Regions from separate parts of the Gasterosteus aculeatus genome. Here region 1 is linked to region 2. The links are chromatin contacts, called in public Hi-C maps. All regions are on one chromosome and are shown on one strand. Each heading gives the region's core, a stretch centred on a gene start, on an enhancer-like site or on the middle of the called end of the contact. The rest is flanking DNA. Distances are from core to core; before and after follow the strand shown.

Region 1 (4,889 bases), core at 591-3,090, 130 kb before region 2:
CCGAACCTGGGGACGGCAGACAAAACCGATCTCAGGTGCAGGTGACGCAAATGACAGCAGCGTCTCCTGCCCACCTCCAGGACAAGTGGACTTGCAGGACCGCGATATATTTTGCCGCTCATTAGGAGCAGACACTGGACACACGCACACACACACACACACACGGCATGATACACACATGTGCTCTTTAGCACCTTTTCCCCAGAGTGTTAGTCCGCTTGTTGCCAACCATTAGACCCATTAGAGGCCAATTAACACCGACACAACGCTGCCTTCCCGCTTTATGGCACAGTAAACAGAACCCCCCCCCCCCGCAGGCCGGCTCAGGGTTCAACGGAGCTCGGAGGCCTTTAATGCAACACAGAAAGAAAAAGAAAAAACCCAATTAGTTCTGCAATATGCTGCCTTTTAAAGCCCGTGGATTCCGTCACACCGGATTGCACATAAACCTGAAGTAATTGGCGGGATCCAGGCACTGATATGACTAACACTGACTTCACCTTGCAAACTGATTGTATGAGAGCAGGGGCGTGTGTGGGGGGGCACTGCTCTGAAGTTTGCTTTTTATTCTCTGAGCCATAAATCCGTGCACTTGGTCTCGACGATGGTTCCCATCATGTATAGTAACACATTAACCCCACCTATCTGCATTGCATCAATGAGATGTGTGTGTGTGTGTGTGTGTGTGTGCACAGACCAAGCCTTTAATCCCGTATGCGGCCAGGTGGCTTCGGGAAAGGGGACCCCCTGTTGTTCGCAGTGCCCATAACGTGAGTCAGAATTGGCCATAAGATAAGCACAGCCCCCCCCCCCCCCCCCCCCGTCTCCCGTGTTAAAGTTGTTCATTCTGGAACAAACATAGTAGTGAGCATGCTGCAGCACGCCGCGGGTCGTCCTGGGAGACTCGCTGCGCCGAAATCACTGCGCACACTTATTCCAGAGTGGCCAGCTTTCCAAAAAGCGTGCGTAATGGCTTAATGTGCATGCGTTTCATCTCCGGTGCCAATTGTTTACTCGTACATCGACCCGCTTTTTAAAGTGTGCAAAGAAGACCGCTTTTTTGTCTCCAAAACAAGAAGGTGAACAAAAGAAAAAGAATTTCCCCAACCTGAAAAGTCTGCAGAGCCCTTGGTGAGATCGCCGAGGACGCCCAGGCACGTTATTCCCAGCAGGAGCGCAGAAGTGACGGCCGAGAGAGTCCCATCTGAGAGGAACATCCTTGAAGCCTCAACGTGCGCGCGAGTTTCTCCGTAGCGCCAGAAAGTCCCGCAGCCACATTTGGTTTTTTATTTTTTATTTTTGTTGTTTGTTGTTGTTGTTCTTTCTCCAGGTGGCGCGTCGCGTGCGGGAGATGTGCGCTCCCGGGTCTCTCTCTAGTCCTCCCTCATCCTCCCCCCTGTGCGCGTCGAGCAGTGGCCCGCTCCCGGAGTGCGCTTCTGACTGCGTGTTCCTGAAGGCAGCCCACCTGGAGCACCGCCGCTCCCCCTGCATGGTCTCAAAGACCCGGATTTCACTACCAAGACACAGGCCATTATCCAATTATATAACACCCTGACGGGGGCCCTTTTGCCCCCCCCCCCTCCTTTACTCATCATATTTTTCTTTTAATTGTTTATGTGCACTATGTTGTTAGATATTTTTTGCTTTGAAATACAATTTTGGATACAGGACCTGTTCTTGTATTGGAGGGTTTTTAAAGTGTTATATCGCCCACACCTCTAATACATTTTGGAGTGGAAGTAAAATGTACTTTAACAAATTTGGTTTGGAATCATCCATAAATAACGCTCGGATTTAGTTATACATGCATACTATTTACGACCTACTTCCTACATCGCACTTGCATTTGAAATGGAAGCCGGTGAATGATGTAAATGACGCGGCTGCGACATCTTGCGGCCGATGGAAGTCACTGCAGCTCATAAGAAATCGCGTTTCGTAGACGCGCATTTCCCCACGCGGCTTCCGTACAACTTCCCGTGTAAAAACGGAAGGTCAGACATGGCAGCCTGTGCGAAAGGGCTCCACAGATGCACGTTCTCCCTAAGGTTATTACGAGACCCGCGGCTCCAAAATGAACGTAAGCAAATACAAGACAAAGCTCCTTTCTCTCCGGTAAACTTCACGGTTCCACGTCGGGCTCTGAAGGCGTGTTGTTCTCGTAGTTTAACGTAAAACGCACCTGCGAGCTAACGTCCCGTTAGCCGACGCGACACTTTTAGCTAATAGCCACCGCTCAACGTGACGAGCGACCGCCGCTTCATGACCGACTGACTCACCCTTCGTCGCGTTTTCTTGTGTCTTCCAGGGTTCGTATCGACGTCGCTGTGTCGTCCGGCTCCGGGTCACAACGGCGAGGAGCCGCCAAAGTTCTCTCCTCCAGCGAAACCTGTCATCATAGACAAGACACAGACCGTGGCGTCTCTGCGGAAGTATGAAACCGCGTCAGTCTGTGTGTGTGTGTGTGTGTGTGTGTGTGTGTGTGTGTGTAAAACGTGGTGTTCTTACACTGTCTTTGTCGTTTGCTTCTCAGGTTTCTGAGCCCGGAGTTTGTCCCTCCGAGACAGAGGACGGATCCTTTTAAATTCGCCATCGAGAGGAAGGACATGATCCGCAGGAGGAAAGTCCTTCACATCCCCGAATTCTACGTAGGTGAGAAAACGGGCACACGTGACTCTTCCAAGATGACGAAACTTCCGGTTTCCTCTCATTAAGTTGCCCCTCGGATCCTCTTTTTTTTATGTGATCTTCCTAAACTTTGTCAAATTCTGCACCGGCTTCAAAAGTTTGTTTGCACATTTTTAATAAGTGTAACTTGCTTTTGGTTGTTCTAAGGGAGCATCCTGGCAGTGACCATGGCCGACCCCAACGCCAGCGGGAAAATCAATCGCTTCGTGGGCATTTGCATCCAGAGGGGGGGGAAGGGCCTGGGGGCCACATTTGTCCTGAGGAACATCATCGATAATCAAGGTGAGCTTTTATTTATTTTCTGTGTGAGTGTTTTCTGTGTTTGGAAATTGTCACACACGCTGTGTCATCACTGTCTCTACTAATGTAAATGTTATATTACGTTTTAGTATAAAATCTGCCTGAGTTTTCCCCCTCTGTGCTCATGTACACATCCCTGTGGAAGTGTTGGCCATTTGTAACTTGGTTGAGGAAGAATACAGGACTCGATATTTACAAGGAGTGAACCAGCTTTCCATCGTGTCTGTGTCGCTCAGGGGTGGAGATCTGCTACGAGATGTACAGCCCCCGTATCCAGAAGATCGACGTGCTGAAGCTTGAGAAGAGGCTGGACGACAACCTTGTGTACCTGAGAGACGCTCTGAGCGAGTACAGCACCGTGGACCCGGAGATGAAGCCTGTGCCCTTTTCCCCCACCGGGGAGGTGACCGTCAACAAGGTGGGAGGTCTTCAAGATGCACCCTAATTTATAACAGAGGCCTGGATTAAAGGGGGGCGTCTCCGAGCTCATTCGTTGTATCTTTATGCACCTGCATGTATCACTTTTCTAATGTTTTTAGTCATTTAGGTAAAAATGTTCCCTCAGTGGGTTTGATTTCAAAGAACTGCAGCATGTTAACGTTTTGTGTTTATTCACCAGATCAGGGTCAGGATGCGTCCGAAACCTTGGTCCAAACGCTGGGAGCGGCCCAAGTTCAATATCCAGGGCATTCGCTTCGACCTGGCGCTGACCCCGGAGCAGACGGAGCACGCCCAGAAGTGGGCGCACCCGTGGCTGGAGTACGACATGCTGAGGGAGTACGACACGTCCAACCTGGAGGAGCGGATCCTCCGCGAGGTCCAGCAGGAGATGAGCAAGTGAGAAAGATCCTCCGCAAGGGGATCAACAGACTTTCTAGGAGTGGGGGAGAAAGAGGAACACGGAGTTGGCATGGATGTAAAAAAAAAAAAAAAAAAAAACGCCAGGTTGAGTTACTTCAGCCACGCCAGCGTATCAGCGGAGACGAAGCCTACGTGGAAAATGGTCTGAGAAGTCATGCCGCCGCCTTTTTGTTTCGTCAGTCTGCTGTAAATGCTTTTTCATCGTCATAGTCCCAACACGTGACCTCCATTAAGCGGTTTCCATAATAAAACCATTAAACCCTCCAAGGTTTTCAATTACATTTTGTTTCCCTGAGCGCCGTAGGAGATTGTTTCTGTTGACGACTGTCTGATCAGTTTGCCATCTGTTCGCTGTGGAGTCTTGACACTAGGTGGCGCTGCTCCTCTGTGAATGTTGCATTCATCAGCAGTTGCATAACCACGTCTCTGTCCTGTTTTGAGGGAAACGTTGCCAAGCTAAAAAAACAAATGTATGTAAATGTATTATTTCAGTTGAACAAATGCTTCCAGATTGTTATTTGTTTAGAAGTATTTTTACACCTGCATGTTGTAGATGCGAGGAGCTTCTGGGTTTACAGATTGCCAGAAGAATTCAATTAAATAGTAAACCTGCTTCTCCGATCAGGCATCCGTACTTTACTTTGCAAACACAACCCTGGTATTCGGGGGGCCGTACAGCGAGGACACCCGGTAGAGTTTTACTCTTGTGGATGGAAAATTGTGGTGTCAAGGTGGTATGTTAGAGCGTCATAAAGCGTATGTTATGTCTGCTCTCTGTAAATGTGTGTGTGTGTGTGTGTGTGTATATAAACACGCCGAATGAGTCCCTGCACTCTAATTTCTCCATATTACAGGATGAGACGCAGAGAAAATGCTCTTTAATACAGGAGTAGCAGATGTTTACCCAGCTCATTATGGACCACACACATTTCCCATGTGGAGATACACAGGAATGAGTCCTGCTACGCTTACGATAATGGAATGGAAGGAATGCTGCTTAGAGCTTCTAACGCCGCTACACCGCCACCCCCTTTTATTGG
Region 2 (5,196 bases), core at 676-3,175:
ACATTTTAGAGGTTTGACCGAGCACATTTCTAGAGCATTTTAGTTCAGAGACTATATCTGGACTTTGGCGAATCAATATGTATGGTTTGTTTAATTAATGAGCTGTAGGGGAAACTTCACTCAGTACCAGACAATCGGCCATTCGAGTCGCTATACGGAACATCCCTGTTTTAGTTTGATGAATAAAAACCACTGATGGAGGCCGACTTCGACGAGCGGACGCCTCAAATAAAAGCACTGGGCTTTAGTCATTAGGCTGAGTTTAGTTAGTCAGCATCCTGCTTCATGTCTCAAACACACAAGAAATGGGCCTTCTCCCGGCCTGCGCACTCATCGAGGGCCGCGGTGTCCGCCGGGGGTCCGCGCGCTGACCCCTCGACTCAGTTCACGTGTCAGACATCAGTTCAGCGCGCCACCTCAAAGGGGTGAGGCATGAGAGGCACGTCGGACTTCCCTGCGTCTCACCTCTCCGCCTTTTAACGCGAACCACATGTGACGGGTGACGAGTGCTCTCCTCTTTCATTCGCTACCGACGGACGCTGACCCCGGACGGGGGGAGGAGGGGGGGTTGTTTTTAACACGGTGATTAATCACACGCAGCGGCGAGCTGAACATGGACCAGCCCCCCCCACCTCCTCCGTACCTCCCCCATTAAATCAAGGGGAGCTCCGGCGGACACAGAGAGCACTTTGTGCCGGGGGGGGAAACACAGGTCTTTGTCCGGCCCGAGACGCCAGGCCCCGGCGGGGGCAGACGCGGCGGTGGACTCCGAGCGGGTGTTTTGACAACCTCGGCTTCCGAACAAAAACCTGCATGTGTGCGCCACGTTTCCTGTTTCATATCCCGGGTCGGTTCGGAGGATTACACGGGATTAAGATAATGGAGCAGTGTTTGGATCGCTGCTTTGATAGCGGCGAGGACGCTCCCCGAGAGCAGAAAGTAGCACAGAGGTTTGGTGGGGGAAACTGCAGTGACAGGTGACTTCCTGTCACGACCAGGACCGTCTAATGAGTTATTTCTTCTTCTATTGATCTGGAGTTTATTAAATCTACCCGAGTAGTCTCCATCGCCCCCTACGGGTGAGCCTCTTTGGGTTAGAAACACAAGTACTAAGCATCAAGAACCAACTAACCCACTGTTCCCTGCACCAAATGACAGAACATTGATACACTGAATAAAAGAGCTCATAACGGAAGGACTTTTTTGTTTATCGTTAAATCCGGCAGTTACCAAACTGTGGGTCAGGGCCCCTTACGCAGACAGACCTCGGGATCTTATCTTTAAGACGTTTTTTTTAATTTCAAGCTTTTCTGTGAGTTTTACCTTCAGGACTCAAACCCTGATTTGAATGAGACAATGTGAGACGTTTGGAGGGAGAATATCTTGATGGATGGAAACCACTACTTTCTTAACTGATCTTTTATTGGATATCTGAAGAGTAACTAAAGCTTTCAAACACCTATAGTGTCGTAAAAAGTACACTACATTGTGAATTTGGCTTAGTCTAGTATCTTATCCAAGGACCCAAAACTGAGATGGGGGGGTCTGCGTATCGGGTCGGGTGGATGGAGAATAATGTCTACTTTCTCCCCGGGTTACGATGCGTAATTATGGTTGTCTCACTAAAACATGCGCACAACTTATCCACCAACAAGGCGCAATATTGTTTGCATTGCCTGATTTCACGCCACTGTTCATCGTCATCTGCCCACAAATCTACCGACGTGATCAGTCACAGGCGACACCCCCCCTCCCTCCCTTCCCCCCCGATAAGTGGCAGTTGGCAGCCGGGGGAAGACGAGCCAAACGGAGAGAGCCGTCAAAGAAGCTTTTCATGCGCCCGGCGGGAAGCTGGACGGCAGTGTCTCCCGATGGGCGACTCCTCCGTCTGGCAGACATTCAGGCGGGCAGAGCCGGGTGAGCGCCTTGGCACCGGCAGGGCAGCCGGCATTCTGGTGGAGCAGAGGCTGGCACCGGCAGCGGGTTGGCCTCTCCAGTGGCAGAGGGAGACACACACACACACACACATTCTGCCACATTCCTGCTGCGGAGCGGACGGAGGCTGGCAGGATGGGGCCACTCCTGGAAAAAAAAAAAAAAGCTGCTGTTGTCTGCCGGCGGCTTTCGTGCGAGCGGGAGCCTGGATTGGGGCGCGCTGCACGCCGAGTACCCGAGCAATCCGCTTCTGTCGGCTCCTGGAAATAACAAGCGGCGTTTTGGGGGCCCCACAATGCACTTGGAGGGACAACACAGGGACTCCTCGGTGGCCTTGGACGCGGTTTGTTTTTGGAGTTGCTCTCAAACCCCCACCGAGGCGACCACATAGGCTGGGAGGCACTGACATTTTTTGTAAACTATTTTCACTCTTTGTATAAAAAAGAAAAGGCAACACTTTATGGTCTACCAGCGTGCAGCGGTGCTAAATCAGCACGTCACCTCGAGCTGATAAACACCAAAGGACCAGATCAACAAATATATAAGTATAATCTTTCACTGCAACACAACCTTGTTTTTAACCTCCATGCGATGAAGTTAGAGTTATTGAATATGATATTTTAGTTTATGCGGAAGAATTGCTTTACAATCCGTGGTACTGGAAGGATAATAAACCCATAGGATGAAGGTTTGATGCAATAGACGCATCAAACCTTCAGCGGGGTTTAACCGCGGTTGTGCCAAAATGACGGCATCCCAAACACATCCAGTGAAAGAATTCAAGGACGGGCATCGCGCGTCTCTCGATGGTTCTCTTATGGACTCAGAGCGCCACCTGGTGGATCACAACGACATCAGCAACTGAGGTACGCCAAGAAAAATGAAAGAACCAAGGGCTCAAAATACATTTTAAAGTTGAGTCAAATCAACAAAGTTTGTCCTAAGACAACAGAAGCTGACCATATATTTTCTCATGTACATGGTTTTCACAACATCAATTTGTTTTGGTAATAACAGACATGTTTCAAAGTATGAAAATGTACACTGAAATTTCACATTTTTACAGTATTAGGGCGGCATCGGAGGTCTTTCCCTAATCTACGTGGAGTCGGGTTGAGCTGCCGGATAATAGTTTGTGGAACCAAGTTGAACCCAGCCGGACCTTCTGCACTGCAGTTATATTCTCGTGTTGCCGAGGCAACCGGGACAGATCAATAACAGCACGATGCAGCGAGGAGGACATCTTACAGCAAAGATCATTTTAATGGTCCCAAATATTCTGAACAACTAAGTGTACACTAATGTAAAAGGAAAAAAAAAGAAAAGATATGACAAAATTCATCACATCTAGAATTCCACTCAATCTTTAATCAAGACGGGATTACAAATTCTCCAAAAAATCTGCAGTTTCAAAGGGCAAAAAGGGTAAAACTAGCTCACCTACTGAGGTCTTTAAAAACCTGTTCAAGTTTGACTGAAAACGTCCTGAACATTTAAAGGCAGGTCTTTTTTTGTCATCATTTACAAAAAACAGGAGAAAGATTGAGACAAATAGAGAACAAAAACAAAATGATGAAGAAACTGCTGGCTTTTTTTTTCTCTTCCGAGAAAGAATGTCCGTTGAAGAACGACAACACTGATGACATCATCAAACGACAACAAGGACGGCGCCGCACGCCGCCTCCCGTCTGGTATTATACACTAACAAAAAAAAAAAAAAACTGGGTTCAAAAGCAGCAGATGAAGAAAGGAGGAAAAAGAAGAGAAGCAAAAGAAGCAGGTGGAAACGAACGAGGAGGAAGGTGAATTCTCAAGGGGGGAGGGGGGTGCGAGTGGTGGTTCTGGGTCTGAACTGGCCGACCTATTTGGGCCGCTGTGATGTCATTCCCTGAGTGGGGGGGGGGCTGGTGGGAGCGGGGGTGGGAGGGATGAGGGGAGGTGGGGGGGCAGTGGGTTGTTGTCCGAGCCGGCAGGCTCTCTGGGGTTTCAGTCGGTGTGTACATGTTTTTTTCGAATGCGGTCTGAGTAACCGGCCCGAAGTGCGCCCACCACCTACCGAGCGGATCTTTTCCTCCCCCGACATTCACGCTTCCAGACGTTTTTTCTTTCTTTTTTTTTCCTTTTTCTTTTTTTTTTACTCCGGGTTTCCTGATTGGCACTTGTATGAAGCGGACTAGTCTGAGGAGGCCTTGCATCCGTGCACAGTCTGCTCCTCCGTGTGGCCGCCCGCTGCGTGGCTCTAAAATCATTCATCGGTTTACAAGCTTGATCAACCCTGCAAAAGGTCTGTGGGCTGCACCCGCCCCGAGCAGCGGAGCTTCTTTAGGAGCTCAGCTTGGACTTCTTCGAGGGAGGCAGAGGGTCCTCTTTGCTCTCGCCGTCCTCCTCGTCCTCGTCCTCCTCGTCATCCTCATCGTCGTCGTCGGGATAGTCCACCAGTCCCACCAAGCCTCCCTGGAGAGGAAACACAAGTCAAAAATCACATCATTCCGACTTATTTTTCAGGCGCTTAAAGCGTTAAAACGCCGACGGCTACCTTTGTGGTTACAGTTGTGGGGGAGGCAGAGCTCCGCGCCCCCGAGCCCGGAGAGCCCGGTGATCCCGGAGAGCCCGGGTTCAACGAGGCAGAGGAAGGAGGGCTGGACAGGCTGGTTTTGGTGGAGCCAGAGAAGGAGAGCTTGAAGCTCGGGTTCTGCCTGCCGGATAAGCTTGACTTCCCCAGCACGTCTTTGTCGTCCGTGTCTTTCACTTTGAGGGACAGGAGGGAGAAAACAGGGTCATCACGTCCTCTTTCACCACTCGACAGGTGAACAAGTATATGTTCTAGGAACACAAGCGTTTAGAAGACACATTTCGTTGTGTGTGTCTCACCCAAAATCAACAGACTAACAAAGAACTAGAATTAAATGTATTTTGAGACCGAGAGTAAAAATGACAATATGCAACAGTATATTTCCAATAGCTCGTAAAAGGTTGATTTATTATATATCTACCTAATTGCAAGTGACTATATTGGGCGGGTGTATAAAACTCCCTTTCTGATGGTATTCCCTCCTCAGTCCTCCTCTTGATGTTCCTACCAAGTTATCTTACACTGATAGAACCATCATAAAAGCTCAGCCCATTAAATTGTAAAACAATTTAGAAACCACAAATACCAGGATAGAAAAATCTCTCATTCCAAAACAAATCAGTCATTATTGTTGCCACACATTTTCTCCCCTGCAACAAACAAGAAGACGATGTATTTCCATACGTACA

Evidence for each region. Hi-C and Micro-C count contacts between places; a contact is called where the count stands out from the background.
Region 1: a contact with region 2 is called in a Hi-C map of tail fin, with 6 times the contacts expected there. The contact joins the promoter of mrpl19 here to the enhancer-like site in region 2. A contact is called at or near these places in 3 of 6 Hi-C or Micro-C datasets (skeletal muscle, tail fin and whole body).

The regions. Positions count from the first base shown.
Region 1 is chr18:9,613,339-9,618,227 of fGasAcu3.hap1.1, reverse strand. mrpl19 (mitochondrial ribosomal protein L19) reads left to right here and starts at 1,840. Exons shown (of 6, transcript XM_040160845.2): 1 at 1,840-2,080; 2 at 2,309-2,432; 3 at 2,534-2,652; 4 at 2,836-2,970; 5 at 3,225-3,406; 6 at 3,608-4,113. The coding sequence starts at 1,903. The coding sequence ends at 3,829. It overlaps eva1aa (eva-1 homolog A, regulator of programmed cell death a), which reads right to left and starts at 1,346. Exons shown (of 8, transcript XM_040160844.2): 1 at 1,109-1,346. The coding sequence starts at 1,217.
Region 2 is chr18:9,479,185-9,484,380 of fGasAcu3.hap1.1, reverse strand. smek1 (SMEK homolog 1, suppressor of mek1 (Dictyostelium)) reads right to left here. Exons shown (of 15, transcript XM_078093140.1): 13 at 5,196; 14 at 4,472-4,683; 15 at 3,174-4,389. The coding sequence ends at 4,258. Among protein-coding and RNA genes, the nearest start is that of smek1, 9.3 kb to the right of the region's middle. Within about 2 kb of position 1,925, at least 1 of the 9 cell types and tissues checked has open chromatin away from gene starts, as enhancers often do.